Linked DNA regions of Mus musculus: regions 1, 3, 4, 5 and 6 are each linked to region 2. Evidence: chromatin contacts called from public Hi-C, HiChIP or PLAC-seq and promoter capture Hi-C data. All regions are on one chromosome and are shown on one strand. The core of a region is the stretch at or near the end of the contact, and the rest is flanking DNA. Distances in the headings are between cores, read along the strand shown.

Evidence for each region. Promoter capture Hi-C pulls out the DNA fragments that hold promoters and counts their contacts. A called contact is a pair of places that touch in the nucleus more often than the background predicts. HiChIP or PLAC-seq counts read pairs in DNA pulled down with a chosen protein or histone mark.
Region 1: a FOXA1 HiChIP or PLAC-seq map of pancreatic cancer cells shows a contact between it and region 2. The contact joins the promoter of Ak2 here to the promoter of Pum1 in region 2. A contact is called at or near these places in 1 of 39 promoter capture datasets (liver) and 1 of 115 datasets of contacts at active chromatin or transcription factors (pancreatic cancer cells).
Region 3: a contact with region 2 is called in a promoter capture Hi-C map of hippocampal neurons, with 4 times the contacts expected there. The contact joins the promoter of Srsf4 here to the promoter of Pum1 in region 2. A contact is called at or near these places in 2 of 39 promoter capture datasets (the C10 cell line and hippocampal neurons), 1 of 484 Hi-C or Micro-C datasets (memory CD8 T cells), 3 of 115 datasets of contacts at active chromatin or transcription factors (embryonic forebrain, large pre-B cells and pro-B cells) and 1 of 9 other capture datasets (liver).
Region 4: a contact with region 2 is called in an H3K27ac HiChIP or PLAC-seq map of microglia, with 6 times the contacts expected there. The contact joins the promoter of Taf12 here to the promoter of Pum1 in region 2. A contact is called at or near these places in 4 of 39 promoter capture datasets (the 3T3-L1 cell line, hippocampal neurons, liver and 1 more) and 2 of 115 datasets of contacts at active chromatin or transcription factors (astrocytes and microglia).
Region 5: a contact with region 2 is called in an H3K4me3 HiChIP or PLAC-seq map of bone marrow-derived macrophages, with 4 times the contacts expected there. The contact joins the enhancer-like site here to the promoter of Pum1 in region 2. A contact is called at or near these places in 4 of 39 promoter capture datasets (the C10 cell line, hippocampal neurons, liver and 1 more), 1 of 484 Hi-C or Micro-C datasets (B cells) and 4 of 115 datasets of contacts at active chromatin or transcription factors (bone marrow-derived macrophages, embryonic forebrain, large pre-B cells and 1 more).
Region 6: a Hi-C map of B cells shows a contact between it and region 2, with 5 read pairs. The contact joins the promoter of Rab42 here to the promoter of Pum1 in region 2. A contact is called at or near these places in 2 of 39 promoter capture datasets (hippocampal neurons and second pharyngeal arch cranial neural crest), 1 of 484 Hi-C or Micro-C datasets (B cells) and 1 of 115 datasets of contacts at active chromatin or transcription factors (large pre-B cells).

The regions. Positions count from the first base shown.
Region 1 is chr4:128,991,809-128,996,344 of GRCm38.p6, reverse strand. It overlaps Ak2 (adenylate kinase 2), which reads right to left and starts at 3,121. Exons shown (of 7, transcript NM_016895.4): 1 at 2,909-3,121. The coding sequence starts at 3,001.
Region 2 is chr4:130,660,337-130,664,947 of GRCm38.p6, reverse strand. Pum1 (pumilio RNA-binding family member 1) reads right to left here and starts at 1,627. Exons shown (of 22, transcript NM_030722.3): 1 at 1,481-1,627.
Region 3 is chr4:131,871,202-131,875,671 of GRCm38.p6, reverse strand. Srsf4 (serine and arginine-rich splicing factor 4) reads right to left here and starts at 2,033. Exons shown (of 6, transcript NM_020587.2): 1 at 1,802-2,033. The coding sequence starts at 1,908.
Region 4 is chr4:132,272,220-132,276,827 of GRCm38.p6, reverse strand. It overlaps Taf12 (TATA-box binding protein associated factor 12), which reads right to left and starts at 2,453. Exons shown (of 6, transcript NM_025579.3): 1 at 2,341-2,453.
Region 5 is chr4:131,848,007-131,853,099 of GRCm38.p6, reverse strand. All of the region lies in intron 1 of Mecr (mitochondrial trans-2-enoyl-CoA reductase), which reads right to left. Among named protein-coding and RNA genes, the nearest start is that of Mecr, 7.1 kb to the right of the region's middle. Within about 2 kb of position 2,354, at least 49 of the 459 cell types and tissues checked have an H3K27ac peak or open chromatin away from gene starts, as enhancers often do. A contact at or near this core is called in bone marrow-derived macrophages and hippocampal neurons, where this site is marked.
Region 6 is chr4:132,300,637-132,305,711 of GRCm38.p6, reverse strand. Rab42 (RAB42, member RAS oncogene family) reads left to right here and starts at 2,356. Exons shown (of 2, transcript NM_001081651.1): 1 at 2,356-2,601; 2 at 3,030-3,518. The coding sequence starts at 2,375. The coding sequence ends at 3,450.

The DNA of each region.
Region 1 (4,536 bases), core at 1,872-4,371, 1.7 Mb after region 2:
GACGCAACAGACAATATCTGCAGGAAATGGAAGAGAGGAAGATGTTAAACACACCAAAGGAATATAATGGAAAATTCCCAGAAAAGGAACAATATTCTCAGGACAAGTTTCTTCCCCAAAACTATACCATAAAGAAATGGAACAGGGCAGGCAGGCGAGATGGCTCGGCACCCATACCAAGCCTGGTGTCTTGAGTTCAACACGAGGGAGCCACGTGGTGGAAGGGGAGAAATGAGGGAAAGTTGTCCTTTGGCCTCCACATGTGCACTCACACATCACACACCCTTGCACACAGGCTGAACACTCGTTTTTAAAGGCTAGGAAAAAACAAACCAGAAAGACTTAAAATTATGTGTGAGACTGATAGAAATTTGAACATTATTATTATTATTATTATTATTAAAATCTGTTAACAGTTTTAGGGGCTATTGAACTTATATATTTTTAAAAAGATTTTGTTGTAGAGATACTAAAATATATTATAAAACAGCTATGGAGCCTGGAGCTCCTTTAGTATAACCTGTAGGGAGTGTGGATGGGAAAGCGATGGCCGCCATCAGCTGAGGATTACCAGGGCCTATTATGCCACTCTTGTGCTCCCTGTGGTACTGACGACTCGAGCTCACACAGCTGGGTAAATGAACTGCCAGCGAACAGATTCTCAGCCCTGCTAATTTGCAGCTCAGGCTGATTTCAATCTTAGCCCAGCTAGGACTTGAACCTGTGAGGCTCCCACAGTAGCTAAGCTTGTGCCTAGCCTCTTCTGTGTATTTAAAACTTACAATGGAGAGTTTGTGTGTGGGGTGTGTCCAGGCAGAGCGTTCTTCTAGGCTACCACTCTGTGGGCTTTGTGTGAACTTTTGTTCCGCACTACGAAGCTACAACTACCGGTGTTTTTATGGCTCCTGATAAGGAAAGGGAAGCGGACGGAGGTTAAGCGAGTGCCCTGTATTTTCTGAAGTCCCAGCTCTTAGTTTTGTGTTCTCAGATACAGGGTCTCACTCTGTAGCCAGGCCAGCCTTTAAACTTTAGCTGGGCTATCATCAAATTTGACTTTAGTCTCCTCCTGCCTAAGTCACTGGGACTACAGACAGACATGAGCATCCATATTCATCCTTCAAGCCAAACTTCTAATCATTGCACAAAGCCGTCTTGGACCAACTTCCATGATTCTCGCACTGCCTTCCATGAGCCCACGGCACATGGTCCTCCCAGATCTGAATGAATCAGCTTCATGCTGCTGCACTACACCTGAGCTGGGGGCAGAGAGAGATGCCACTGAGTGGTCAGCGTTCACAGCTGTCACGCGCCCTGCCACCAGCTAGGAATGTGTGGGTGCTCTCAATATAAAAGCCATCATCTTCCAATGTCTTTGTAAGCTTTACATTTTCTAGGTAGAAACACTGAGAAGTTACATACATAGCGTTCTACATGCACAGATATACACACATATACGTAGACTGTACAGCCCGAGATGCTGATCTGCTTGCCAAAATACTGAGAACTTGGCAAACAGAACAGGTGACGTGGGTACACAGGTGACATAGGTACACAGGTGACATGGGTTCACAGGTAAAGTAGCTTGCCGTCAAGTCTGACGGTCCGAGTTCGATCCCTGGGCTCCACATGGTAGAAAAAAGAAAATGATTCCAGCAAGTTGCACTCTGACCTCCACGTATGCATCACGGCACGCATGTCCCCACACACTCTTTCTCTACGTCCCTGCGCACACACACACACACACACACACTCTCCCACCTTATGTGTGACAGAGAGAGAGAGAAGGAGGGAGGGAGACGGAGGGAGACAGAGGGGAGGTATCTTTAAAAACATAACAATAAACTCAGCAGTGCTGTGAAGAGGGAGGACAGCACTCATTTGCTTGGGAACGCAACCTTGAAAGAATTCCCTCTTTAGAGCATAGTGATCATCAAAGCTTGGGGTCTGATGGGGAGGTAGAGTTGAGGGGTGGGTGGTTGTGGCCAAAGGCTGGGCAAGAAAGTGACACCAACGGCCCACCATATGAGCTTCCAAGCCCTACGTGCCAGCATAAATCCCAGCCCTGATCTATGGCCCAGATGCCAAGCAAGGGAGGCTCTGCAGTGGGGCAGAAGGCAATCCTTGAGGCCTCTGTGAAACCGATTTCACTAACTTTGAAAAGTCACTGGACCTCTACACCTGTTTTCTTACCTGTTGATCTAGCACGTTAGCGGCCCTCAATTGCTCAATTACAACCATCAGAGCCATCTCATGCTGCTCCATGAGCACTCCCTGCCCCACTCACAACCCCCCATGATGCCCGTGGCTTATGAACCGAATCTATACATTCACCTCCAGTTTTCTGGCCAGCTGGAAAGGTTTTCTCCCATCCCCCCACCCCCAACAACACTGGTGGCTCCCGCGGCTCATGCCTCACTCTTGGCAGAACGCCTCGATAGGCATACACCAGTAACCACTCTGCCCCACGTGGAGACTTCTTAGTACCCCTAATCATTAGCCATTAAAAAAATTAAAAGTTTCACCCCCTTATGCCTAGAAATTATCCCTGACTCAGGGCAATACGCTCTCAACTCCGAGGGCGACTTGGTCACAAAGCTTTCTCCCATTCGGGCCTGTGATCCAGAGCTTCAGCCTGGGGGATCGCCCTGCCTTTCACAATTTTCAAGTAACAGTCCCTGGATGCCCTAACACGATCCTGGGTTCCCCCAAGAACCTCCACCCAGCCTCCCCCTTACTGCGACTGGGACCCTCCCCTAAACACCGCGCCACAACTGGAGACCCCGCGAGGGTCCCTGCAGGCCAGGGCTCACCACCCAGCTCCGGGGCGGGAAAGGAGCTTCCGGCTCTCCGACCGCCCTGACCTTGTAGCTTCTCGGGCTCCACCGCCCGACACGGAACCGACACTCACCTGCGTCCCCTTGCCAGCCCCGGGCGGCCCCAGCAACACGGCCCGGATGCCCTTCGGAATCTCCGGTTCGGAAGCCAACACGTTGGGAGCCATGTCTTCCAAAGCTTCACTCCAACAGCCAGCCGCACACCTCACAGGTCTAGCGCTTCCAGGCCAGCGTACATCCTACTCCGGGCTCACACTGGTCGCTCGCCGCATCCGTCAACCCTCTCTACCCGCCCCCGAACTTGACGGGCACTTTCATTTACCAATCGTACGACGAGACTAAGAAAATTCTGTTTCCGATTGGGCAGAATTGGGAACGAGGAAGAGGCGGGCCAGCCTGGGAAGAGCTGGGGCAACAGAGCGCGTGCGGCTCTCGGCTGGTGTATGGAGTGGGCGGGAAAAACGAGAAGGAAGCCTGGAGCGGGTGAAGTTCTAGTTTGGCCTTTGACAGTTAATAACTCCAGAGTCTCTGTTTGAGCCCCGTAAAATTGCCTGTGAGAGTGTAAGTGGGTAAAATCACTCCCAGGAAACAAATTGGCAATAACGTAACCTTTGGACCAGTAATTCCACTTCCAAGAATTCAAAGGCAGAAACAAGGAATATGTAATGAGTTCCTGACAAAGATGTTGATGTCTAATAATAAGATTGGTTAAGTAAATTCCAACAAGTTTGTAATCTGACACCCTCTCCCTCCAGAACACCCCCATTGAACAGCACCATAACTTTGGCTATTTGGGAAGATCACATTTAAAGCTTGTCAAGGCCACGACGGTGAATTCAAGGCCAGCCTGGGCAGTTTAATGAGACCTTGTCCCAAAATGAAAATGAAGATAGCTGGGGCTGGCTATAGTACAGAGACAGAAGTTTTGGGCTCAATCCCCAGGACTGTAAAAATAAAACACATATGCATATATGAACACAGACAACCTTCCTGACTTTTAAGTCAGCAGAAAGACAGTTTTTATCCAGAGAGATGAGCCTGTCTTGAACAAGGCAATGATGTCGCCAGCTTTTAGGTGTGTCAAAGTTTCATCCTGTCCCAAAGGAGCCTTTCTCAACTGTAAGTGCAAGTGTGATTAGGAAACCATTCTTGCCCCACAGGCACAGTGCAACCATTTTCTACACCCTAGTGGTAAATGATGTTAACCAGCTAGCCAGATGGCTCAGCTAGTATAGACACTTGCCACCAAACTCTGAGGACCTGCGTTTGATTAACAAGACCCCACCCCCAATGAAAGAAAGAAGAGAACCAACTCCCACAGGTTGTCCACCGAGCTCCACATGTGTGCTGTGGTACACATATCTGCGCGTACATATATGTTCACACACAGAAAATAAGAAATAAATTCAAATGAAAAAAGAGAAACTAACATTCATACTTCTTGCTCATCCTGGATTTTCATGGGAGCCAGCTTGATCTGGTTGGGTTCTCTTAGTGGCCTTGAAGGAAGCAGGGGTTTATTGTGTCCTTTTTAAGACCGGAAGCGGAAGTAAGAGCTGATCACTATATAATTACATGGTCACAGGATTACAAGTAACACTGTGAACTAAGGGGCAGGGCAAAGTTCAGTCACTGGTGTCTAGCACTCAAGTGTGAGGGCCTGCGTTCTGGTGCCCGGCACTCAGGTAACGTCAGCAACTGT
Region 2 (4,611 bases), core at 378-2,877:
TCAGGGCTGATAGGTGTTTATTTTTACTACACTGAACAAACCTTCTGTGGACATAAATTTATCTTAAAGCAGTTCACAGACTCAAACTAAACAAATCCCAACTTCAAAAAGCTGTGGCCTTAGACAAGATGAACTCAAGCGTGGAAAGACAAAATACTAGAAGTTCAGAATCCAGTATTTCCAAACCTTCAGATAAAGATCCGCAGCCCCTAGTGTTTTACAAAGTTACAATGAGCAAAGGGTCAAAATGGTTTACTAAAAACCCTGAAGGAAGCTGCTTATCTTAAAAGGAGAGCCACATTAGTAACTTTTACACCAAAGCAAACAGCTCAAGCTACAATCCTACCTTCAGAAGTAACTGGCTTTAAAAACTGAACGCCCAAAAGCCCTCATAAATCATCTTAATAATCCCAGTAATTAATGGGGTGAGCAAAATGATCAAGTGTAACGAAGCGTTATCGTAATTTGCACAATGAAAACGAACAATCCTTCAAAGTTATGGTGGGGATAAAGCCTTCTCTGGTCATCTATGTGGGAGTTCCTCGCGATGTGGGAGGGGAGCTCTTGGGAAGAGGGGTGAGCTTCACTGGAGAAAAGTTACTGGAGTGTTCCTCCCTTAACGTGGGAGTGGTACTGACGAGTCAAACAAATGACCCATGTTTACCCACCGCGTTCGTGAGGACCGAAACTGTAGCACTGTGTAGCTATCTACATGTTTGTCCTACTACCTGCTGAAAGCCCCTTGGAGAGGGAAGCACACCAACACAGGGAGGATCAGAGAGGAAGAACACCCCCTCCTCAAGGGGGAGGAAAACACACACAAGCTCTCACAGAAACAAAAGGCCACAAGGAACCCAGGCGCTTAAAAAGCGATCCGAAACTTCCTGATGGTCACCTCTCCATATTTCAAGGCTTGCAAGATCGCCCACTCCCCCACCACCATGGGGGGCTCGCCCGAGGACCGTGGCCCACCGCCCGCTTTCTAAAGCCTTGTATTGTTCCTCCCTCGGCGCTGCCACGGAAGCTCCAGCCAAGTCCAAGGAGCCCGCGGGACCACAGAATCTCCACTCCGCGGCCACAAGAGAGGACCTGGGGCTGCTCAGATCCATCCAAAAAATAAATAAATAAATGCAGGGGAGGAAGGAAAAAAAAAAAAAAAGAAGCCGAGCCGAACGGCAACACCAACCTCTAGGGACTCCCGGCAGGGCCGAACGGAGGCACGGAGCCGCCGGCAGCCGCGGGCGAGCCGGGCCCCGGCCGCGGCCCGCTCCCCACCCCCTCCTCGCGGATAACAATAGGGCCTCGCTGCCGCCTCCCAAACACGTACGAGCGGAGCGAGCGCGGTGCCTCCGCCAGGCCCGGCGGCGTCTCTAAGCCCTTTCTCGCCCCGCCAACCGCTGCCAAACGCCAATACGAGAGGCGCATCGGCTCGCTGGGGGTTCGGAGCACGGTTTGGGGCCACCGGGGCGCGGATACTCACGGGCGGAGCGGTAGGATGAAGATGGATTCCGGCCCCCCGATCTTCGCTCGCCGGCGCTCTCGCTCCCCCTTACCTTTCACTCCGACAACATGGCGGCCCACTGGGGACTGGGCTGACGCGGTGCATCATGGGAGCGGCGCCGGCGCCGGCCCCAGCTCCGGCGGTGGCAGCGGCGTGTGCGGAGCGGGCGGGCGGGCGGGCGGCTCTGGAACAGGTTGCCCGGTTGCCATGCCAACGGCAGGGCCTGTGTGAACTCGGGGAAACTCGCAGGCCACACAACCGCTGTGCCCGCCCGCTGGGGCGAGCGCGCGCCGCCGCCGCGGAGGGAGCGGGGTGGGAGGCACGGGAGCGCGCACGGAGTGCCCGGGCTGCCGTGGGGGGGAGGGGACGCCAACCTGGGGCTGTGCCTGAACCTTGGCACAGCCTGGCCAGTGTCTGGGTTCGAACCCCTTCTAGCCCTCTGGCTCCTGGCCTTTTTGCATCTTTTCCTGCCTCGTTTCCCCAGTGTAACATACAAAAGAAAAGAGCAACAGAACGACCATGCTGATGGAGGGCAGGACCTCAACCTAATTTGCAGGATCTGGAGCGCAATGACAATGGCAGGACCCTTGTTCAAAGGTCATTAGAAATATCAAGATGGAAACTAAGCAAATTAAGCTGAGAACTAGAAGCCAGAGGTGTTTGCAAGCACTCCATTTCAGTTGATTGGTTGGTTGGTTTAAAGATGCATTTGTATGTGATTACACTGTCCTACCTTCAGACATACCAGAAGAGGGTGTCAGATCCCATTACAGATGGTTGTAAGCCACCATGTGGTTGCTGGGAATTGAACTCAGTACCTCTGGAAGAGCAGTCAGTGCTCTTAACCAATGAGCCCTCTCTCCAGCCCTGGTTTGGTTTTTATTGTGACAGGGTCTTTTGTTGTAGCTCTGGCTGGGCTGCTCTCTAACCTACTGAAATCCACCTGTCTCTGCCTTCAAGAACCGTTCAATTTTTTTTTTTTTTTTTTTTTTTTTTTTTAGGTTTTTTAGGCTTTTTAAATTCTTTTTGATTTTTCAAGACAGAGTTTCTCTGTGTAGCCCTGGCTGTTCTGGAACTCCCATTGTAAACCAGGCTGGCCTCAGAACTCACAGAGATATCCCCACCTCTGCCTCCTGAGTATTGGGATTAACAGCCTATGCCACCACCACCTCGCTTTTTTTTTTATTTCTGTTTTTGAGATAGGGTGTCATAGAGCCAGGCTGCCCTCAAACTCACTGTGTAGCTAAGGATTACCTTGACCCCCTGAGCCTACTTCCATACCTTCCTTCTGTTACTACAGACATACCAAATGTAGGACTTCACATATGCCAGGCAACACCCTACCAAACAACTGAGCTACATCCCCCCCCACCAGGTCTCGATATTCAAACTCAAGAACATACTCTATTCAGAAAGCCAGCTTGTAACCAGACCTGAAATTCCTTAACTGAACCTTCATTTCCCACACTGCTAACAATGCTTTGTGAAATCAAGTAGATAATGCATTTAGCTCCATCAGGCCAAGGCCCTGGACAGTACTGAATAGCCATAGTATGCAAGCACACAGGAGGAAGAAAGATGACAGATATGAGAAAATTACACCTTTTAGCTTCTTACCAGACAACTCTGGGCTCCATGCTTTCGTCCTGAGAGCCATAGTTAATTCTTTACTTTCTTTTTTTTTTTTTTTTTTTTTTTGTTTGTCTGGTTGGTTGATTCAGTTTGGTTTTTTTGGTTTCTCAGGACAGGGTTTCTCAGTAAAGACCTGGCTGTCCTAGAACTTGCTCTGTAGAGCAGGCTGGCCTCAAACTCAGTGGTCCAACTGCCTCTGCCTTCCGAGTGCTAAGATTAAAGATGGTCCCACCGCTGTCCCGCTTAGTTTCCTTAGGTTGAACTTCAGCTTCCGTCATCCATTTGGTAAGACTTTAATGCTGGTTTAGCCATAGACAGGAGATATTCGTCTTGAGGACTCACTAGTCAATCAGATGAGGCAATCCCAGCGGAGTAAACATCACCCATCTCTGATCTTGTTAAAGAAATTTACTTTCAAAGGCTCTAAGACACAAACCCAACCCCAGAATAACCCTATCAGAGCACAGCCTCCAGCAGACTCTTGAGACCACTGTTATCAAGTGTTTACCAGTGTGACATATGCTGCCCTCAGACTCTTACTCATTATCCAACTTAAAATTTCCAAACTAGGGCTGCAGAGATGGCTCAGTGGTTAAGAGCACTGACTGCTCTTTTAAAAAAAATTTCTGGGGTTGGGAATTTAGCTCAGTGGTAGAGCACTTGCCTAGCAAGCGCAAGGCCCTGGGTTTGGTCTTCAGCTCTGGAAAAAAAAAAAGACAAAAAATTTCTGCCAGTCGTGGTGGCACATGCCTTTAATCCCAGCACTTGGGAGGCAGAGGCAAGAGAATTTCTGAGTTTGAAGCCAGCTTGGTCTTCAGAGTGAGTTCCAGGACAGCCGGGGCTACACAGAGAAACCCTGTCTCAAAAAAAACCAAAAGAAACAAAAAAATTCCAAACTAAAATAAACAATAAATCTGCCAGACTACAAAATATTAATCATAGTAGACAGACAGGACACCAGTACTCCTGTTTTAAAATGAAAAAACATAAACTGGGCATGGTGGTGCATGCCTTAATCCCAGCACACAGAGGAAGGAGGCAGGTGGATCTCTGTGAGTTCCAGGCCAGACTGGTTTACAGAGCAAGTTCCTGGGCAGGCAGGGCCACACAGAGAAACCCAGTCTCAAAAATGAAAAAAAAAAAAAAAAGCCGGGCAGTGGTGGCCCACACCTTTAATCCCAGCACTAGGAGGCAGAGGCAGGAGGATTTCTGAGTTCAAGGCCAGCCTGGTCTACAAAGTGAGTTCCAGGACAGCCAGGGCTATACAGAGAAACCCTGTCTGGGGGGGGGGGGTGTAGTTGTGTTTGTAAACACTGTAAAGACACTTCTATAAGTCTTCTAATTTTCTGAAAAGACACTTTATTATAAACCTTGGTTTTCAACACTTGTCCCCTAGCTTAGTTGTAAACTCCCCCTCCAAAGGCTTCCCTTGTTTTCTTTGCTACACCGTTACCATTCCAACAAGCACTGTGTTTCTT
Region 3 (4,470 bases), core at 784-3,283, 1.2 Mb before region 2:
CATACACGCAAGCAAAACATCAATGCACATAAAAGTAAAAATAATAGAAAAAGAAAATCAATTTTAGTAAACTATCCTACATTTTAGTTGTCTGAGTTTTAAGTGAGAACAAGCATTCCTTGACTCAAAAGGCATGTCAGTCACAGCAGGTTAGTCAGAAACTGTTCTGTCTCCTTCCTCAATTCCTGCAGTGCAGCTGTTGCAGTGCAGGGGATCCTGTTGGCGCATTAGTAACCCGAGCAAGTGATCAGTTTTGCCCTACTACCTTTTTCAACACTCACCCACTCCTTGAGAAAAGAGACCTCACCAAATATACTGCTAGCAAACACTAAGGGGCTAAGATGCTGCTTAATGACTCTATTACAGAGGATGGCGAAAGCTTTATACTTTTTCTACCTGACCTTCCTTTTTATGAATGAGAAAACAGGTTCAGAGAAACTAAGTCACTTGCTCAAAGAAACTTAAATTGAGGAGCAAGGTTTGACTCAGACTTATCTGTCTTCCAAACCCCTTGTTTTTCCCCTACAAAAGGGAGGGGGTAAGGGGGGTCGGTTAATCTCTCACATGTAAGGTTAAATATCACAAAAACAATACTCTCATGCCAGCTGGTTCGCTCTGTAAGAACAAAAATGAGAAATTGTCTTTGTGAATCGAATCCAGGATTCATAAACATTTTATCGAAGTCTTGTTCTCAGCAAGGAGAGTCTTTTAAGTGTCAATTATTCGAAATCTAGACAGCTTTGAGAACCTGCTGGTTCATTTGCCATTCATACTAAAGTGTATGTCTTCTCAAATGTCAATTACTACTGGTCTCATTGGACCAAACACAAAGTCGAAAAAAACAAAACAGGCAAGAAATAAACACAGCAAAAACCAAGGGTTCCCCTAACACCCAAGGTTTAGTGCTTCCGACGCCGTTCCGGTGCTTAATGCCTTTCAAGTCCTACCTAATAATTCTCAGCTCCCAAGCAAAAGATGCTCGTACAATCTCTAGGCATGACAACTCACCCGTTTTCCCCGAACCTGGTAGTCCCTGCTAGCCTTGCTTCGCCAAAGCAGATTAGAAATACAAGCCCAGATTGTACGGGGAAAGCTGTTAAGTAGGCAATTTGGAGATGTGTCTCCACTTGCACCAGCAGCCGACGCAGACCTGGCCAGGATGGCCCTTACCCACTCAAAAAATCCTACGACAGCAATCATTTTCCGGCAAGTTGGAGAGCCGAAACCACAACGTGGAAAACTCTGTAAGGACTCCCCAAGATAACGAGCTAGGACTTTAATTTACTCTCGGAAAGGGAGCGGTCAAGGCTTGAAGCGCGGCAAGCCAGTACTTTCGAAACTGTCACTGCACTACAAAAACTAGTGTCTCCCGCCCAAAGTGTGGCACGCGAAAAAGCCAGAGCTCCAGTCCTCAGAAACACACGCCGGGAAGCCTCTGGCCGGTCAGGCTGGGGAACGGGGAGAAGAGGGCCGGAACCCTCATCTGCTCCTGGCAGCCCCAGAGCGGGAAAGGGCCGCCTCGGACCCATAGTCCAGCGACGGAAACCCAGGCCTCCCCGGCGCCCGGAGCCCCAGTCTAACCCGGGCCTCCGTCCCCATTATCCCGCCACCACCCCCGCCCGCGCAGGCGCAGTGGGAGCCGGGCCTACCCGCGCCCCCGAGGCACCGCCGCCATGGCGGAGCGGAGGAGGCCGGCGGCGGCTTAGCGCCCAGCGAGCGCCGCGCTCGCGTCCCCGCGGCCTCCTAGCCACAGCCGCGGCCCTGTCAGCCCCCCGGCCGGCCCCTCCGCCGCCCTCCTCACCCGTTCTTCAGATCCACCTCCAGGATCTTCCCGTAGCCCTTAAAGAAGCGCTCCACATCGCGCTCCCGGGCCTGGTAGCTCAGGCGGCCGATGTACACCCGCGGCATTCCGGCGGCGGCAGCTGGCCCCGGCCCCCCTCAGGCGGCGGCCGGCGAAGGGAAAACGCGGCGGCGGCGGTAACGGGCGGGCGGCGGGACGGACGCAGCCGAAGCCCGGCGACGTACGCGAGCACGCAGCTCGAGAACGCGCGCCCCCGTCTCCCTACCCCCCCCCCCCCGGCGGAGGGGAACGGGAGGGAGCGCGCGCCCGCTTCCCGCCTGGTCAGGGGCGGGGGCGGGGCTTTACTGGAGGCGCGCCGGCGCGGGGCGGGACCTGGCCGAGTGAGCGACAGCTGCAGCACGTCCTCTCGCGAGCTCGCCGTGGCAGCGGCACTTCCCCCGGAAGTGCCTGCGCGGGTGCGCGCCGAGCGGGTGTTCCCGCCTTTGTCCTTTGCTCTGGTAGACTTTCTGTTTTGGGGTGGTTTTCGGTAAACGTCCCTGTGGGAAGTTAGTGGATCCATGACCTTGGGCCCATTTTCCTTTCTCTCGGATCTTTGAGTCTCTTTTATCTTCCTTGTACTTTCAGGGTTGTCTCTACAGTGTCGATACTAGGTATGTAAAAGTGTTCCAATAATTGGTTCGGTATTATTTTGCGGTGTTGTGGATCGAACTCAGGGCCATACGGATGTTAACAAGTGCCCTATCTCTGAGTTACATCTCAGATTTAATTTTTATTTTTTAAAGCACTGACTGCCAGAGGTCCTGAGTTCAATTGCCAGCAACCACATGGTGGCTCACAACCATCTGTAATGGGAATCGGATGCCCTCTTCTAGGGTGTCTGTCTAAAAACAGCTACACTGTACTCATACACATAAAATAAATCCTTAAACAAAAAAGTTCTGACTGTCCTAGAAATAGCCCTGTAGACCAGGCTGGCCTGAAACTTTGCCTGTCTGCCTATTGGCTGGGATTAAAAGCATGTGCCAAACTATGTCCGTTCAGTTTAGTGCCTTGTAGTTAGATTAAGCACGACAGAAAATTACTATTTTCTTTTTTTGTTTATTCATTTTGAGAAAGGGTTTTTCTGTATATCCCCGGCTGTCCCGGAACTCCCTCTGTGGACCAGGCTGGCTTCAAACCTGCCTGCTTCCCAAGTGCTAGAGTTAAAGGTGTACCCCATCTCTGCCAGCTCAGAAAAAATTTCTAACCTGCAAGATTATAATCTATAGATGTCCAGTGTATTGCCAAAATAACCAAATGTAATGAACTGTGCTGGGGCATGTGGGTGCTCAGTAATGAAAGGTTCCTTTTCAGCTTTGCCCAGGAATCACTGAGGGGTTTAGTCTCTTTACTGCATTTCCACTTTAACTGATGTGCTGGGTAAAGTTTTCTCTTCTGCATCTTCTGCTTTCCTTTCTAGAGGCAGTTTCTTAAGTATTCCTTTAGAAGTTAATTTACCATACAGCACTTGGCTTTTCTTTTTTAAGACAAGAACTTTCTATGTCTAATGGCCTTTGACTAACCTGTAAAAGCCTTTCTAAGAACTGTGATTGTCAATTGCAGGTGTGCATCACACCTGATTTTTTTTTTTTTTTTTTTTTTTTTTTTTGAGACAGGGTTTCTCTGTATAGCCCTGACTGTCCTGGAACTCACTCTGTAGACCAGGCTGGCCTCGAACTCAGAAATCCACCTGCCTCTGCCTCCCGAGTGCTGGGATTAAAGGCGTGCACCACCACGCCCGGCTTACACCTGATTTTTGTCTCACTATATTTTAGTCATTTCAGAAGCATATGAAAAGCACTTAAGACCATTTTGTCTTATAACACACTTTTTTATACACAGTAACTTACCTAGTCACTATTCTAGTGAAGAATTGAGACAGGGTCCAACCTTTGGTTTTTAGAATTGCCACAATCAGTGACCATGTATATTCAAATAGTATCTATCCTGGAAATGGGAATGTCATTAAGGACATACTTCTGGCAGAACACTTGTCTAACCTAGCCTTGATCCTCAGCATCGCCTAGACATACAACTTGGGAAGTAGGAGTACTAGGTTAAAGGGTATAGGCATTTGACTTAGGGACAGTCTCACTTCTTATCCTCAGCTGGCCTTGGATTTACAGCAGCTCTCTTGCCTCAGCTTCCTGAGTGCTGAGGGTTGCAGGCATGGATCACAGGGCCTGCTTCAGCATGTGTAACATGGTAGCTGTTGGGTCTCAAATACTCAACGTATTATCAATGTTTTGATTTAGCCAGGTGATGGTGGCCCATGCCTTTAATCCCAGCACTAAGGAGGCAGAGGCAGGCAGATTTCTGAGTTCTAGGTCAGCCTGATCTACAGAGCAAGTTCCAGTACAGCTAAGGCTACACAGAGAAACCCCGTCTTGAAAAAAAGTTTGTCAATCCAGCGAAGAGGTATCCTCCAGGCCATTTGGTTTGCAGTTACCTTGAGGGAACCAGCCTCTCTTCATGTCCTTCATGCTCTCTTGTAGCTTCAGGGCACCTGTACACACAGGGCATACACACCTTGACACGTTTTCATTTGTGTTTTATTCTTTGCCCATTTTACTTGATTTATAGTTCACTATAGATTAGGGAAATCAGCAGCTTGCCAAATGAATTGTAGA
Region 4 (4,608 bases), core at 1,204-3,703, 1.6 Mb before region 2:
ATCACTCCTTGTGGCAATCACCTTACCAGGAGAACCACCTCACCTGATCTGCTCTTCTTCTGTTTCTCCTTGAGATAAAGTTTTATGTTGACATTGAACTCCTGATCGTCCAGCCTCCACCTCCAATGTAATGGAATTATAGCCCGAGCATTCACAACATCGAGTATATGCTAGCAATTAACTGCAAAGTTAATCTGATGTCGCCCTAATTAAAAAATAAATAAATAAAAATAACCTACTCTATTATGGGAAAGATTCTACCTGGAATATTTATGCTTCTGTGAAAACACAGGAATTCAGATGTCAAATACTATGGAAGTATCTTAAAAGTTACAGTCCTTGACTTGAAAAGGAGTTAAGAAGCTGGTTTTGGTGATGTAGCCTTGAATCACCAGCGCTCTGAAGTCAGAGGCAGGTGCATCTCTGAGTTTGAGGCCAGCCTGGTCTACACAGCAATTTCCAGGCTAGGGGGAGCTAAGTAGTTTGGGGAGGAGGGGTGTGCTTTCATTCAGTGGAAGGATTTATAAATATTACTTATATTTCATTCACATGCATACTACACATGGCAGGAAATCCACTTAGAAAAGCTCAAGAAAGCTTTGGAGGCACATTTGCAGATAAGCTACTCAGTACTTTATGACAAACCCCTTAACCTCTCTGGACAGACAACAGGACTAACCATACTTAACTGTGGGGCTGTGATAAGGAAGGGGTGGAATACTTAAAAGTGTTTAAGTTGTTCATGGTGGAGGTGCACACCTTTAAACCGAACGCTCCGAGGCAGAGGCAGGTGGACTTGACTTTGAAGCCAGCCTGGTCTACACAGTGAGTTCCAGGACAGCCAGGGCTACACAGAAAACCCTGTCTTGAAAACAAACAAACAAACAAACAAACAAACCAAAAGAAAACAGAACAAAAAGCCCAAAGTGCTTAAGTTGTGCACGATTCATCTGAGTAGGTTTCAGTCCTGGGTCTTTATGAAGGGAAATGACAGGGTCCAAGTCACTCTTCTAAAAGCAATCCCTAGAAAATGTTCTAGGCCACATTTACTTGTGAATTTCTCAACATCTTATTGAAAAATAAAATTTATAAATAAATAAAATAAATAAAAGACTTTTCACTTAAAAGTTTGTTTCCTCCCTTGTAACATTTATGCCAATGCCATACATAATAGGTACTAAAATATTAAAATCCGTTAGAAAAAAATCCCTTCTGAGTTTGAGGGTAGAGATTCTAAAAGCATTTATTCAAATAATTTCAAGCAAGCATCTCTTCTTCGATGTACATGGTAGAGTACTGTATAACCTAAGAATCTGGCTCACAGTGATCCTAATCCCTCTTTGCATCCTCTTTTTCTTAAATGTAAAAGAATTCAAAGTGTTCTTTTGCTGCCCTTCCATCTATGACAGTTTGCTAGTGATATAGAGATCTGTGCTCAACGGGGGCTGAATGGAACAGGGCTTAAGGTACTTATCAAGTATATAACTGAGTTCAAACTGCTTTCAGCTTCACATCTGATTCACAATAATGAAGAAAAACGAAGACGTTTCATGTGGCTTTTCTAGGTTAAGTAACGGACACAAGAAAAAGCCTAAATGCCAAAAGCCAAATAGGCAGCGCCAAGAAGTCTTCCCCCGAATATATATATCCTAATCCTCCGGGTACAGAGAACAGATCGCTAAACCTTTTCAACTTTTCTCCCTTGAAGGCTGATCTCCCAGCCGTTAAGGACCCCCTAGTTCCTTCACTTTTAGGAGCTCGGGTCCTTACATCTCTGTCCCTCCAGAAACTCTTGAGTCTGAAAGCCCGGATCTTGTCCCCAAAGAAGACCCAGTCCTCACTGCCCGCTTCGATTCCCTTTCAAATTCAAGTCTTCTCTGCCTCCTTCTCTAGCTCCAGTCCTCAAGTCTTTGCTGCCCGGTTTCTGAATCCTTAGGAGCTGGGACTTTACTGTCCCGCTTCTGTCTCTTAGGAGCCCGAGTCCTCTCGGGCTCCACTTTTACCTCTCTGGAGCCTGTGTCTTCACGCCCCGTTTCGTTCCTACCCTCGCCTCCTATAAAGTGCGGGATCCTCACCATCCTGTCCCTCTCAGAAGGCTTTCCCTCAGATGCTGCAGAATCCACATCCGTCCCCGTTTCCTAAGTCTCTCATTCAGAGCTCGAGTCCCCAACAGCCGCTGCTTCTGCGAGCCCGAACCCCTCAAGTCCCGTCCCAAGAGCCTGGGCTCCTCAGCCCCGTCTCTTCCACAGCCTAGTTCTTCCAGCACTGACCCGCTGTGGGTCTGGGTCCTGACACCCTCCTCCCGCTCTTCGTCCTCAACTGCCAGGGCCCAAGACTCACAGGCAGCAGCGTCTATCTCCCCATGATATGCGGAGACTGCCCCAGTGAAGCTTTCGTCTCAGCAGCCGGTCCGACTGCGCGGCCCTCCCCAAGCACTTCCGGCACCGCTCCCCGCCTCCAACCCGGAAACGCGCGGCTCTTCCGGCCGCCGGGCGCGCGCCTCACTAGCGCAGGCGCAGATGGTACTACAACACGTGGTAGGACTGTGAGCCCAGCGCCTGGCTTGGCAGGTCGGGCTTTCTGCTCTGTGTGGCTTGCTGGTGGCGTGGGTCTACTCTGCGTCCCCTACCACGGCGTGAATCCCTGTCCTAGATGTTTCTTTACGACTCATCTCTTTCACGAGCGTGACCGGTAACCGACGGCCTCGGAGAGCTTCCAAGTCGCCATTTTTGGTTGGTGCCTTTGTGGTGCTATAAGGATGGGACCGCAGTTCTGCATAGATACCAACTATGGGACTCTCAACCAGCACGAGAACTTGGAGACTAGAGAAGCTGATTGTGCCTATTAGTTAATCTGTAGTCAACATACACTTGGACGAGAGCTGTCTGTGAGGGACTGGTTCAGTCCCTCACTTGGAGTATGTCATGTAATAGTGGAAGAAACGTGAAATTCCTAAGGGATGTAGGTTCTCAACTTGAATTGAAAATTCTTACTCCAAAGCCCGGGCTGGTACAGTAACTGTTAAACCACTAAGCCCTGAGATTTGAGTACTTTTTTTTTTTTTTTTTTTGCTAGGCATGTAAGCAACAGGCAGTTTCAGTCCCCGGCAAGGATTCTTAGTAAAATAGAGATCTCGCAAACGAGTGTATAGAAGTCTGACATCTCAGAGCTATCAACGGTTCCTGCCCATAAAGAATCCATTCTATCTTTGTATCTTCATCCCATTAGGCTCATCCACCCTCTTGGTCCAAAATCCTGGATGCAAGGGCTTAACCATTAAGTGGCAAACTGTTTATAACCTTATTTTTCTTTTTGGATTTATTTTATGCGGAAAAGTGTTTTGTCTGCATTTATATATGTACACCATGTGCATTCCTGGTGCACAAAGAGGTCAGAAGAGGGTATCTGAAGCCTTGCAATTGAAGTTACAGATAGTTGTGAGCCACCATGTGACTGCTGGCATTGACCCAGGCCCTCTGCAAGACTGCCAGGTTCGAGAGAAAGCCACCTCTCAAGCCCCAGCTTTATTTTTCTATCATGGTTCTCAGAGTTTGGCCAATCAGTTTTTGTGCTTGCATCCTTGGATGTACTAAACTGTTTTTTTGTTTTTGTTTTTGTTTTTTGCTGTGTGCTGGGTATATCCTGTTGGGGAAGTCAGTCATCATTGTCCTTAAGAGTTTACAGGCGCTAGGCAGTGCTAGCTCATGCCTTTAATCCCAGCACTTGGGAGGCATGGGCAAGATTTCTGAGTTTGAGGCCAGCCTGGTCTACAGAGTGAGTTCCAGGACAGCCAGGGCTACACAGAGAAACCCTGTCTCAAAAAAACAAGCAAACAAAAAAAAAGACTAGATGAGCAGTAAGGCTGAAGTTTGGTTAGGGGACAGGAAGGGACAGGTGGAAATGGGGGGTGGATTTTATTCAGTGTTCAGTGGAAAGGCATGAAAACTGAGGATTGAGATGGTAATTTGTATTTAAGGAAGCATTGGGTGGATGGGTAGGGTGGATGGGTATCTTGGCTCAAACCATTGGCCCCTACTCTCGGGAGGCAGAGGCAAGTCAGTTTCTGAGTTTGAGGCCAGCCTGGTTTTCAAGCTAGCCACTGCTCCACAGTAGGTGCATGTGTCAAATAAAGTGTGTGGCGATAAATGAACACTTGGATTATAGAAGGGCCCCTTGATGGACAGAGGGTAGCACCACTGGGCTCCTCACCAGTTTCTTTTCTTTTCTTTCTTTCTTTTTTTTTTTTTTTTTTTTTTTTTTGGGGTTTCCAGACAGGGTTTCTCTGAATAGCCCTGGCTGTCCTGGAACTCACTCTGTAGACCAGGCTGGCCTCGGACTCAGAAATCTGCCTGTTTCTGCCTCCCAAGTGCTGGGATTAAAGGCGTGCACCACCACGCCCGGCTTCACCAGTTTCAACTACACCTCTTCCCATTTATGAATCTCCTTTCTTTTGTAGCTCCTACTTTATAAAGGGCAGGGAACTCCATACGTTATTAAAGTGTAATGCCCAACAGTCTATTTTTTTGTTTGTTTGTTTCAAAAGTATTCATCTGCTTCTTCTACACACTCTTTTTAATGTAAGAACATTAGGGGCGGGGGAAGGGCTCA
Region 5 (5,093 bases), core at 1,105-3,604, 1.2 Mb before region 2:
CCTTACTGCAGAGTGAGGTGATAGAAAGAGAACCTCTGTATCTGTGAAGTGTCTCTGCTGACCGTGACTCACACCCCAGGGAGATGGCCCTTCTGGGCTGGGGTCTTAGAAAGGAGGTGCAGGTGGCGTCTTAGTCAGGGTTTCTTTTTTTTTTTTTTTCCATTTTTTATTAGGTATTTAGCTCATTTACATTTCCAGTGCTATTTAGTCAGGGTTTCTATTCCTGCACAAACATCATGACTAAGAAGCAAGTTGGGGAGGAAAGGGTTTATTCAGCTTACACTTCCATACTGTTGTTCATCACCAAGGAAATCAGGACTGGAACTCAAGCAGGTCAGAAAGCAGGAGCTGATGCAGAGGCCATGGAGGGATATTCTTTACTGGCTTGCTTCCCCTGGCTTGCTCAGCCTGCTCTCTTATAGAACCCAAGACTACCAGCCCAGAGATGGCACCACCCACAAGGGGACCTTCCCCCCTTGATCACTAATTGAGAAAATGCCTTACAGCTGGATCTCGTGGAGGCATTTCCTCAACTGAAGCTCCTTTCTCTGTGATAACTCCAGCTGTGTCAAGTTGACACAAAACTAGCCAGTATAGGTGGAGACCTTGATGTCAGGCTCTGGCATATTTCTTCTCTGAGCTAGCCTACTTGGGCTGAAGGTTGGACTATCTACCTTCTAGCAGCTCTCAGAGTTCTGTGTGGAACACAAGGACCAGACTTCCGGTCCTCAGCACTCATGTCACAGGTAGTTAGGCCAGTTCCTGTAACTCCAGCACTGGAGGTAAAGCAGAGAAAGACAGATCCACCGTCAGTCAGGTTAGTGAAAATGTAAGCGCCAAGTTCTGTGAGAAGCCTTGCCTTGAAAATGAAGAAACAACTGAGGAAGACGTCTCAATGACAACCACTAGCCTCTAATACATGCCTGCATGGGCGAGCTCACCCACACATGTATGCAAGCACATACATGGAGACCCCACACATGTAAAAGACTTGCCAGGGGACTTTGAGGGAACTGTTGTTATTTTAAAGTTTTATTTTGTTGGGTTGGGTCTAGTGGTATACCCCTATTCCTGTACATGGGAGGCTGATGCAAAGAATGGTGAGTTTGAGGCTAGCCTGTGCTCTGTACTGAGACCTTGTTTCAAAAAAACTGAAGAGCTTTTTTTTGTTGTTGTTGTTGTTTTTGTTTTCTGAGACAGGATTTCTCTGTGTAGCCCTGGCTGTCCTGGAACTCACTCTGTAGACCAGGCTGGCCTCGAACTCAGAAATCCGCCTGCCTCTGCCTCCCAAGTGCTGGGATTAAAGCTTTTTATCCTAAAATTATTTAGAATAAGAGGGTGCTGGTTCCTCTCAAACTAGAGTTACAGTCTTGCAAGCCACCACGTAGATCCTCTGCAAGAGCAGCCAGTGCTCAAAATAAATGTTCTTTGTTGTCTTACTTTTAAAGTCATGCGTGTTTATCTGTGTAGCTCAGTACAGGGGTCTGTGAAGGCCAGAGGCGTTCGAGCCCTTGGAGGTGGAGTGGCAGGAGGGGATATGCTGCTTGATAGGAGTACTAGAAACAAACCTTGGTCCTCTGTGAGAGAAATCTGCACTTTTAGCCACAGAGCCATGCCATCTCTGCAGAGGCTGTGGAGGGCTGCTTACTGGCTTGCTCAGCTTGCTTTCTTATAGCACCCAGGGATCACTTTCTCAGGTGGCACCACCCATAGGCTGGGCCTGCCCATCAATCACTAATTAAGAAAAAGCCCTAAAGGCTTGCCTGCCTATAGCTTGAGCTTATGGAGGCAACTTCTCAATTGAGGCTATCGCCTCTCTGCTGACTACAGCCTGTGTCAACATGACATGCAACGAGGCAGAACACCTGCTGACTAGACAGCTCCGATCACTGCAGTGAGTGCCTGTGACTGACTTTTCAATGACTGAAAACTCCTTTCCTTTCCTGAAACTTAATGCTTCAGGTCTGCAATGCTTCTCTGCACAAATGTATCTACAAAGTAATAATTTTCCTCTTTTACTTAGCAGAATCATATATAATTGCCAGCCAGAGGCTCCTAGCATGTTGTCACAGTATCCTCACACTAAGCTGAGGTAATTCACCTGCTTCCGCCATAATCTCACCTTTTTAATTAGACCTAAGGCATGATCTTAGGCTAAAAGTGTGATTTTTTTTTCAAGTAATGTCTTATACTAAGAGTAGCAACAGAGGCATATTCTACAAGTCTGCTCTCACCAGGCTCAGTGCTGAGAGCTTTCCACGCAAGGCTTCTGTGAAGGATGTGTTAACAGTCCATGTCTACTAGGAAGCACAGTTCCTGGAGATTCTGAAGTGTACACTGGCGAGTCAAAGCTGACACTGATTTACATGGCTGCACACCAACATCTAGGTGAGTTTGGAAGTCCTGACAGCCTACAAGAACCTCAGAGAACTTGGGGAACATAAACACGAAAGCTAGGAACGCTGGACTCAGAGAAAAGCCAGGTCTCACTGTGATTAAGAATCAGCTTAAAAAAAAACCACAGAAACGAGTGGGACACCAGGGACAAGTATAGACAAAAAGGCTTTGCAAAAGAATCGTAGTGCTAAGGAAGTATGTGTGTGTGTGTGTGTGTGTGTGTGTGTACAGCTGGAGGAGGGAGGAGGTCCTCCCTATAATAATAACTGCTGCTTTCTGAGTGTTCACCAGCCAGGCTTCCTGCCAAGTGCTTTACAGGCAGGCCAGCTTCCACCCTATTTCAATAGCTTGCAGACTATTGTTCTGCTTTTATAGCTGACGAACAAAAGCACAGAAGAGGTAAATAACTCGCCCAGGCTGCTAACAGTGGTAGGTGGTTGATCTGATCTGAACCTGGCCTTCAGATGGTAAAAGAAGCCACCTGGTAAGCCTCCAACCCAAGCTGTGAAATGAGCCCTGACCTGACCTGGCCTTGCTGCACTGGCTGAGGGGAGAGAGGAGGGTGCTGGCACTGCCAGGGTCTCCCCAGTGGACCTCCTTGGGAGGCCATACGTGGTACTTCCTGAGAGTCTAGTCTGTATCCCAAAGCAAAGTCCAGCCTGGAGCAAGCAGGTTTGCAGACTAGCTGCCTCTGAGTTATCCCCATGGCTTCTCCTGCATCCTGACAGATAACCAGACTTGTCTTGTAAGCTGACAAAGCCCAGGAGCTCAAGCTGCTTAGATACAGCTTTTCTTTTTTCCTGCACTTTTTTCTACACACTCCTCCCTTAGCAAGGATTTCACTGCCACAGTTTCTCCGTGAAATGAAAAATTCAATCTAGCCTTCAAGACCCAGCTCAAAATGTACTTCTGCAGCTCTTCCTGGAGCTGTCCACTGGAAATGGTCACTTTCTTACTTCTGCTAGGCAGCAGGGGTGACTATACCACTTAAGATCATTGCATGGGTTATGAAGTCCTTCCATAGGTGTTTTTTTGTTTTGTTTTTCCAGACAGTGTTTTTCTATGTGTAGTCCTGTTGGCCCTGGAACTTGCCCTGTAGACTAGGCTGGCCTCAAACTCACAGAGATCCACCTGCTTCTGGCTCCTAAATTTTGGGATTAAAGGTGTGCGTAACCACCGCCTGGCTCCATGTATGTTTCTTAATTGATCAAGGCATAGGTTCAAGATCTCTTTTCTGGAGTTCTTGGGATCTGATGTCCTCCAGAGTTATCTATATTCCGGAGGGCTGGGCAGCCCTGTGGTCGGGTACTCCTGCATCAAGAGGCATGAATATTCACACCAGAAGAACAGACAGTGACAATCTGCTTTCCTTCCAAACCCTCAGTTTTCAGAGCTTCTTGGGAACTATGGAAAGAGTTTGGGGATCCTTCAGACTCGGAAGCCAGAATCCTTTTTAGTTATCATCTGGTATGTGTGTGTGTGTACGCGGGCACGCTGGGGCGGGATGGGAGGTGCTTAGTTTCTCCTTGGTGATTATCAAGTATCGAGGTCCAAACTCATCTCCAGTGAGAGATGTGGCCTAAGAGTGATGACTCCCAGACTTAGTTTGGGCTCCTGGCTGAGCAAACAGAGAAGAAGGATGGAGGGACTGACAGTGGGCAGAAAGGTGCTGTATTTGAAGTCTGATGGAGGTGACTTGGGGGATGGGCAGCAGACTATGCTCTGGCTAGACATAAAGAGCTGCCAGCCCACTGTGTATTAAACCTTACCTCTGGCCACCAGGCTGGACAACAAAAGGACAGCTAGCTGAGTCTTCCCAAGCTTGTCAATCTGCATCTACAGGTTCCTTATCTCCCCAGTGCTCATGCTTCGGGCATCACATCATGCTAATTTTAAAAAGGAAGAAAGCTGAGGTTCAGAGAAACTAAGTTAGCTGGCTTAAACAAAAGCAGCAAGACTTGCTCTTAAACTAGACTTGGGGATTCTCCTAGGAGACATCAGCTTTCCTTAGGATTCAGTACATCTGAGGAGCACTCCCTGCCAGTTCCCTTCCTAAGGGTCAGCAAACACACCATGAAGGCTTTGAGAAGTCCTGCAGTAGAGGCACCCAGGAGGCTTGGTCCAGCTCCCCTGACTGGAACACGATTTTCACAGACCTACTCTCAAGAGTAGATAGGACATTGAACTGAAAACTATCCCTGGTCTCATCTGGCTCCTGGAAGGCCTGTCAGAGATTTACAGAAGAGGGCAGAAAGTAGGTAGAGACAGGCAGGGCAGAAATTAGAGTCTGGGAAGTGGAAGCCGAGTACACCAGTGGGTGGTGGTGGGAGGCAGGCCCAATACTTGCTTTCCTCCTGGGGTGAGCTGTGTTGGTCCAGCTGTATCTCATCAGGAAAGACCAGCCCCAGCCTGCCCTCATGGAATGCCATCAATACCACAGACACTGTGCCTGCAGACAGTTCTAACAGCGTCGTCAAGGATACCGCTGCTGAGACAAGAAGGAATACAGGAATACAGGGAAGGGTCTGAATTCCAGGAGCTGGCCCTCCCTTTGGTGCCACGATAGCAATCCTCACTCCACTTGTTTTTTTGTTTGTTTGTTTTTTTTAATTCACCGAAGGGAACGATGGCTGTGTTGCAGAACTCAACTGAGGCCCCCAAACACAACCTGGCTGTGTTGCAAGTCACCTCTCAGC
Region 6 (5,075 bases), core at 1,107-3,606, 1.6 Mb before region 2:
ACAGTTGTCCACTGGCCTCCACATGATGATTGGGGGGGTGTGGGGGGGGTGTGAATGAAACTTGCCTGCAGTTGCATAACCAGTAAGTGGCCCTTGAACCACAACTCAAAATCTCCTGGATGGAAATGTGCAGACCTTTGCTGCTGAGGTTGACAGTTCCGTCTGAGCCACCCCATGAGGATTGGCCTTAGCAGATAAAGAAGCAGGGTATAGGGGAGGGAAACTGCTAACCCGTTGGGTTACCCACGCCTTATCTATGGCATGGATCAGCTGAACTGTGGGTTCCGGTGTCAGGTGCAGTCAGAGACGGCCACACGTGACCCCAGTCCTAGTGGGAGCCTCTGAAACAGAAAATGCAAAGTCCAAAGGATCTGATGCTGACACTGCACATCACTGACCGGAGTGCTGTGCAACCCGTCTTTGGGGGGGACTCAGTTCCAGCTGTCTCACACCTCTCCGGCCCTGGCTAGGACTATTTACAGATAGTGCATAAATGGCTTTTGTTTCTTTGTTTGGAGTCAGTGAGAAGAGAGAGAGCCATGGAGCTGGCTTATTGGGTAAAGATACTTGGTGCCAAGCTTGAAGGCCTAAGTTCAATCCCTGGAACCTACAGGGTAGAAGGAGGACCTACATCTTCAAGCTGTCCTCTGGCCTCCATACATGCATACACATAAGTAAATTCAAAAGAAAGGAGGAAGAGGAGGAGGAGGAGGAGGAGGAGGAGGAGGAGGAGGAGGGCTGAAGAGATGGATCCGCAGTTAAGAGCATTGACTGCTCTTCTAGATGTCCTGAGTTCAATTCCCAGCAACCACATGGTGGCTCACAGTCATCTGTAATGGGATCTGATGTCTTCTTCTGGTGTGTCTGAAGACAGCTATAGTGTATTCATATACATAAAATAAATAAATAATTTTTTAGGAGGAGGAGGAGGAGAGGGAAGAGGAGGATGGTAAGAAAAACCCTGGGCTGTTCCAGATCTCGGACTGGTCCTGTGAGAAAATTAATAATAAACAAACCTTGTCTAGAAAGTGAGTTCCAGGGCAGCCAATGTTGTAACACAGAGAAACCCTGCCTCAAATAAAATAAATAAACAAACAAATAAACAAAACTCTGGGTTTTGCCTGCTGTTGAAGTCTTCCTTAGTGAATGAGCTTGGGCCTGCCATGTAATTTCTCTGAGCTTCAGTTTCTTCCATTGTAGAAGTGAGTGGAGTAACCACCTCCTTGTAAGGTTGAGAACTGCCTAGGCCCATGCTGGGTGGTGGTGACAGAGGCAGGCCAGCCTGGTCTACAGAGCAGTTCCAGGACAGTCAGGGCTACACAGAGAAACCCTGTCTTGAAACAAACAAACAAACAAACAAACACTGCCTGGGACCAGCCAAAACTCCAGCTGTGATTCCTTCCTTCCGCTTCTAGAAGCCAGATCTGAGTGCACACGTGCTGCCTCATGTGAGCTTTCATCCAAACGGAACCCAAGACCCAACCGGGTCATCCTGGCTTTCTGACTGTCTCTTTTTAGGCATCAAGGGAGTCAGTCATGGGCTTAGAGTCACTATGACTCTAAGAAGCACTGTATGACCTGGGACAAGCCACATGGGACAAGCCACACCTTTGAGCCTTGGACTCCTAAGCCTAAGCCTAAAATAGTCCACTAAAGCTGAATCTAAGTGGTTTTTTTTTTTGTTGTTGTTGTTTTGTTTTTTAGACAGGGTTTCTCTGTGTAGCCCTGGCTGTCCTGGAACTCACTCTGTAGACAAGGCTGGCCTCGAACTCAAATCCACCTGCCTCTGCCTCCCAAATGCTGGGATTAAAGGCGTGTGCCACAACTGAAGATTTATTTATTTATTATATGTAAGTACACTGTAGCTGTTTTCAGGCACTCCAGAAGAGGGAGTCAGATCTCGTTAAGGATGGTTGTGAGCCACCATGTGGTTGCTGGGATTTGAACTCTGGACCTTCGGAAGAGCAGTCGGGTGCTCTTACCCACTGAGCCATCTCACCAGCCCGGCTTTCTTTTTTTAATCGGAGACAAGGTTTCTCTGCATAGCACTGGCTGCCCTGGATGGAACTTTGTAGCCCAGGCTGGCCTCCAACTCAGAGATCCTCCTTTCTCTACCTCACCAGTTGTGGGATTAAAGACTTTTTAATTCCTTTATACTGTGAAGCAAAAGTGGTAACTGTCCCATTTTACAGAGGTAGTGATTTAGGTCTTGCCCGACCAACTACATCCGGGATTGCCTTCCAGGATCAAGTTCTCCAGATCTTGACCCTTCCTGGATGCTGTACCAGTAACAGACTCATGGGGGAGTGGGGGTGGGGGGAGAGGGGCGGAGCCACACAGAAACTGTCTGAGGTCAGCGGGGAGCCCAGATCCTATGGAGGCGGCCGGCTGCAGCTACCAATTTCGGATCGCGCTGCTCGGGGACGCAGGGGTGGGCAAGACGTCACTGCTACGGTGTTACGTGGCGGGCGCGCGGGGGGCGGCGGAGCCGGATCCCGAACCCACTGTAGGCGTGGAGTTCTACAGCCGCGCGCTGCAACTACCCGCTGGGCTGCGAGTCAAACTGCAGCTCTGGGACACCGCAGGCCAAGAGTGCTTCAGGTGCGGCGAGAAGTGGGTAATGTCAGTCACTTGGGGGGACCCTTTCTCACAGGTGCCAACTGCAGGGGCTCAAGCAAGGATCCATGGTCCCTACCCTGCACCCCTCCCTATTCAGTCATTCATCCTTCAAACTCCGCGGAGTGGGCCAAGCCCCCAGCCCCAGCTTGTGCTGTGGTCTTTGAACCACATCCCCACCCCCAAAGGCCTTACCCAGCCCTAGAGGAACAGCAGCATAAAGAGAATTGGCACTAAAACTCTGACTTTCCCAGAGATGCAGAGAGCCGAAGCAGACATGTCAAGGGGTGGGAAGGAAGACTTGTATGCAGGCACAGGAAGCTGCCTGTGGATCTCGGGGTGGAGGTGGGCGGGCTCTAAGACTGTCTTAAAGCCATTACAATTTTCCCGATTATACACACACTCCCCTTCAGGTGCATCACCAGGTCTTTTTACCGGAACATGGTGGGCGTTCTGTTGGTCTTTGATGTGACGAACAGAGAGTCCTTTGAACACATCCAAGCCTGGCACCAGGAGGTCGTATCCACTCAGGGCCCTGACAAGGTGGTCTTCTTACTGGTTGGCCACAAGTGTGACCTGAACACCCGATGCGTATCCTCTCAGGAAGCAGAGGAACTTGCTGCCTCTCTGGGCATGGGCTTCATGGAGACCTCGGCCAAAAGCAACTGCAATGTCGACCTGGCCTTTGACACTGTCACCAGCGCCATCGAACAGGCCCTGCAGCAGGGGGACATCAAGCTGGACAAGGACTGGGCGGGTGTCCGGCTCCTCCATAGATCTCCAAACCCTAGATCCTCTAGCAGGAAGCAGGACTCAGGCACATGCCAATGTTGACTCCAGGAGAGAAAGGGTTAAAGTGGTAACTGCCTCAGACTCTCTGGTGACACAGGAGGACAACAGACAAAAAAAAAAAAAAAAAGACTAATACCAACAGTCTCCTGACATGTCCCTCCCTGCCTTCTAATTCTTGGGATTTTTTTTTTTCTTCATCAGAAATTCAACACAGGGCTAGCTAGCTATAGACAGCCTCAACTCTTTTATATTTTCAGAATGGATCTTGATACATTGCCTAGTCTGGCCTTGAGCTAGTAACCTTCTTGGGTGCTTGAGATTACAAAAGTATTCCACTAGGGTAGACTCTCTCTGGGTTTTTAGTTCTCTGCACAACTCCGTTCTAGAGGAAAAATCTAAGATCAGGTATGGGATTTGTTGGGACTTGTGGTGGCACACAAATACCTGTAATCCCCAAGCTTGAAAGGCAGAGGCAAGATCAGGAGCTTAAACACATTCTCAGCTCCGTAGACAGTTCAAGGTCAGCCTTGGTGGCTGGCTCAGGGGTAAGGGCACTGGCTACTCTTCCAGTGGACCAGGCTACATGCAAAGGCCAATAGAGATAGGCCTGCTCACTCAGCGCCTGCCAGCTTTGACAGGTGAATGGTAATACCATGCTTCCGGGCTTCTTTCTTGGCTTCCACATAGTTATTCTGGCAGCGTTTCTGGGCTGGAAGACAGCGTCCCAGTGTCTGTCCACGGCTTTGCTGGCAAGGCAGTGTGGGGAATTCTAGTGGAAGTTTTAGAGCTTCCCAGCCCTTAGTAACACATGGTGCTTCTCCCAGCTCCCAACTCAAGCTCAGTGCCTAGAGTTGACTTTCAGGGTTGGCTGAGTGAGCAGCAGATTTGTTAGGCAGCATGGAGGTGTCACCAGGGTGTCTGCCGGGAGTACCATTGCATGATGGACCTCGGGATTCTGCGCTGCCTGGAACCTGACCATCCTTAAGGCAACCCGCATCTGTCTATGAGAATGGTGTTCAAGGCGTAGAACATATTCCTTTCATCTCAGTACTGAGGAGGCAGAGATAGGTGGATCAGCCTGATCTACATAGTAAGTTTCAGGTTAGCCAGAGCTATGCTACTCAGTAAGATGATATCAAAACAAGCAAGCAAACAAACAAAAGAGGAGACAGGGAGGGGCCTGGAGAGATGGCTCAGCAGTTCTGAGCCCTTGTGAATAGTGTAGAGTAGTAATTCAATGCTTTGCATCCACAGTGAGTTACAACCACCCATCACTTCAGTCTAGCCTCCAAGGACACCAGGCTTGTATATGGCACACATATACAGCTAGCAAAACATTCATATAAGAAGTGGCTCGGGCTGGTGAGATGGCTCAGTGGGTAAGAGCACCCGACTGCTCTTCCAAAGGTCCAGAGTTCAAATCCCAGCAACCACATGGTGGCTCACAACCATCTGTAATGAGATCTACGCCCTCTTCTGGTGTGTCTGAAGACAGCTACAGTGTACTTACATATAATAAATAAATAAATCTAAAAAAAAAAAAAGTGGCTCAGCTAGCTAGGTGTGGTGGTGCATGCCTTTAATCTCAGTACTTGGGAGGCAGAGGCAGGTAGATCTCTGAGTTTAAGGCCAGCCTGGTCTACAGAGTGAGTTCCAGGACAGGTAGG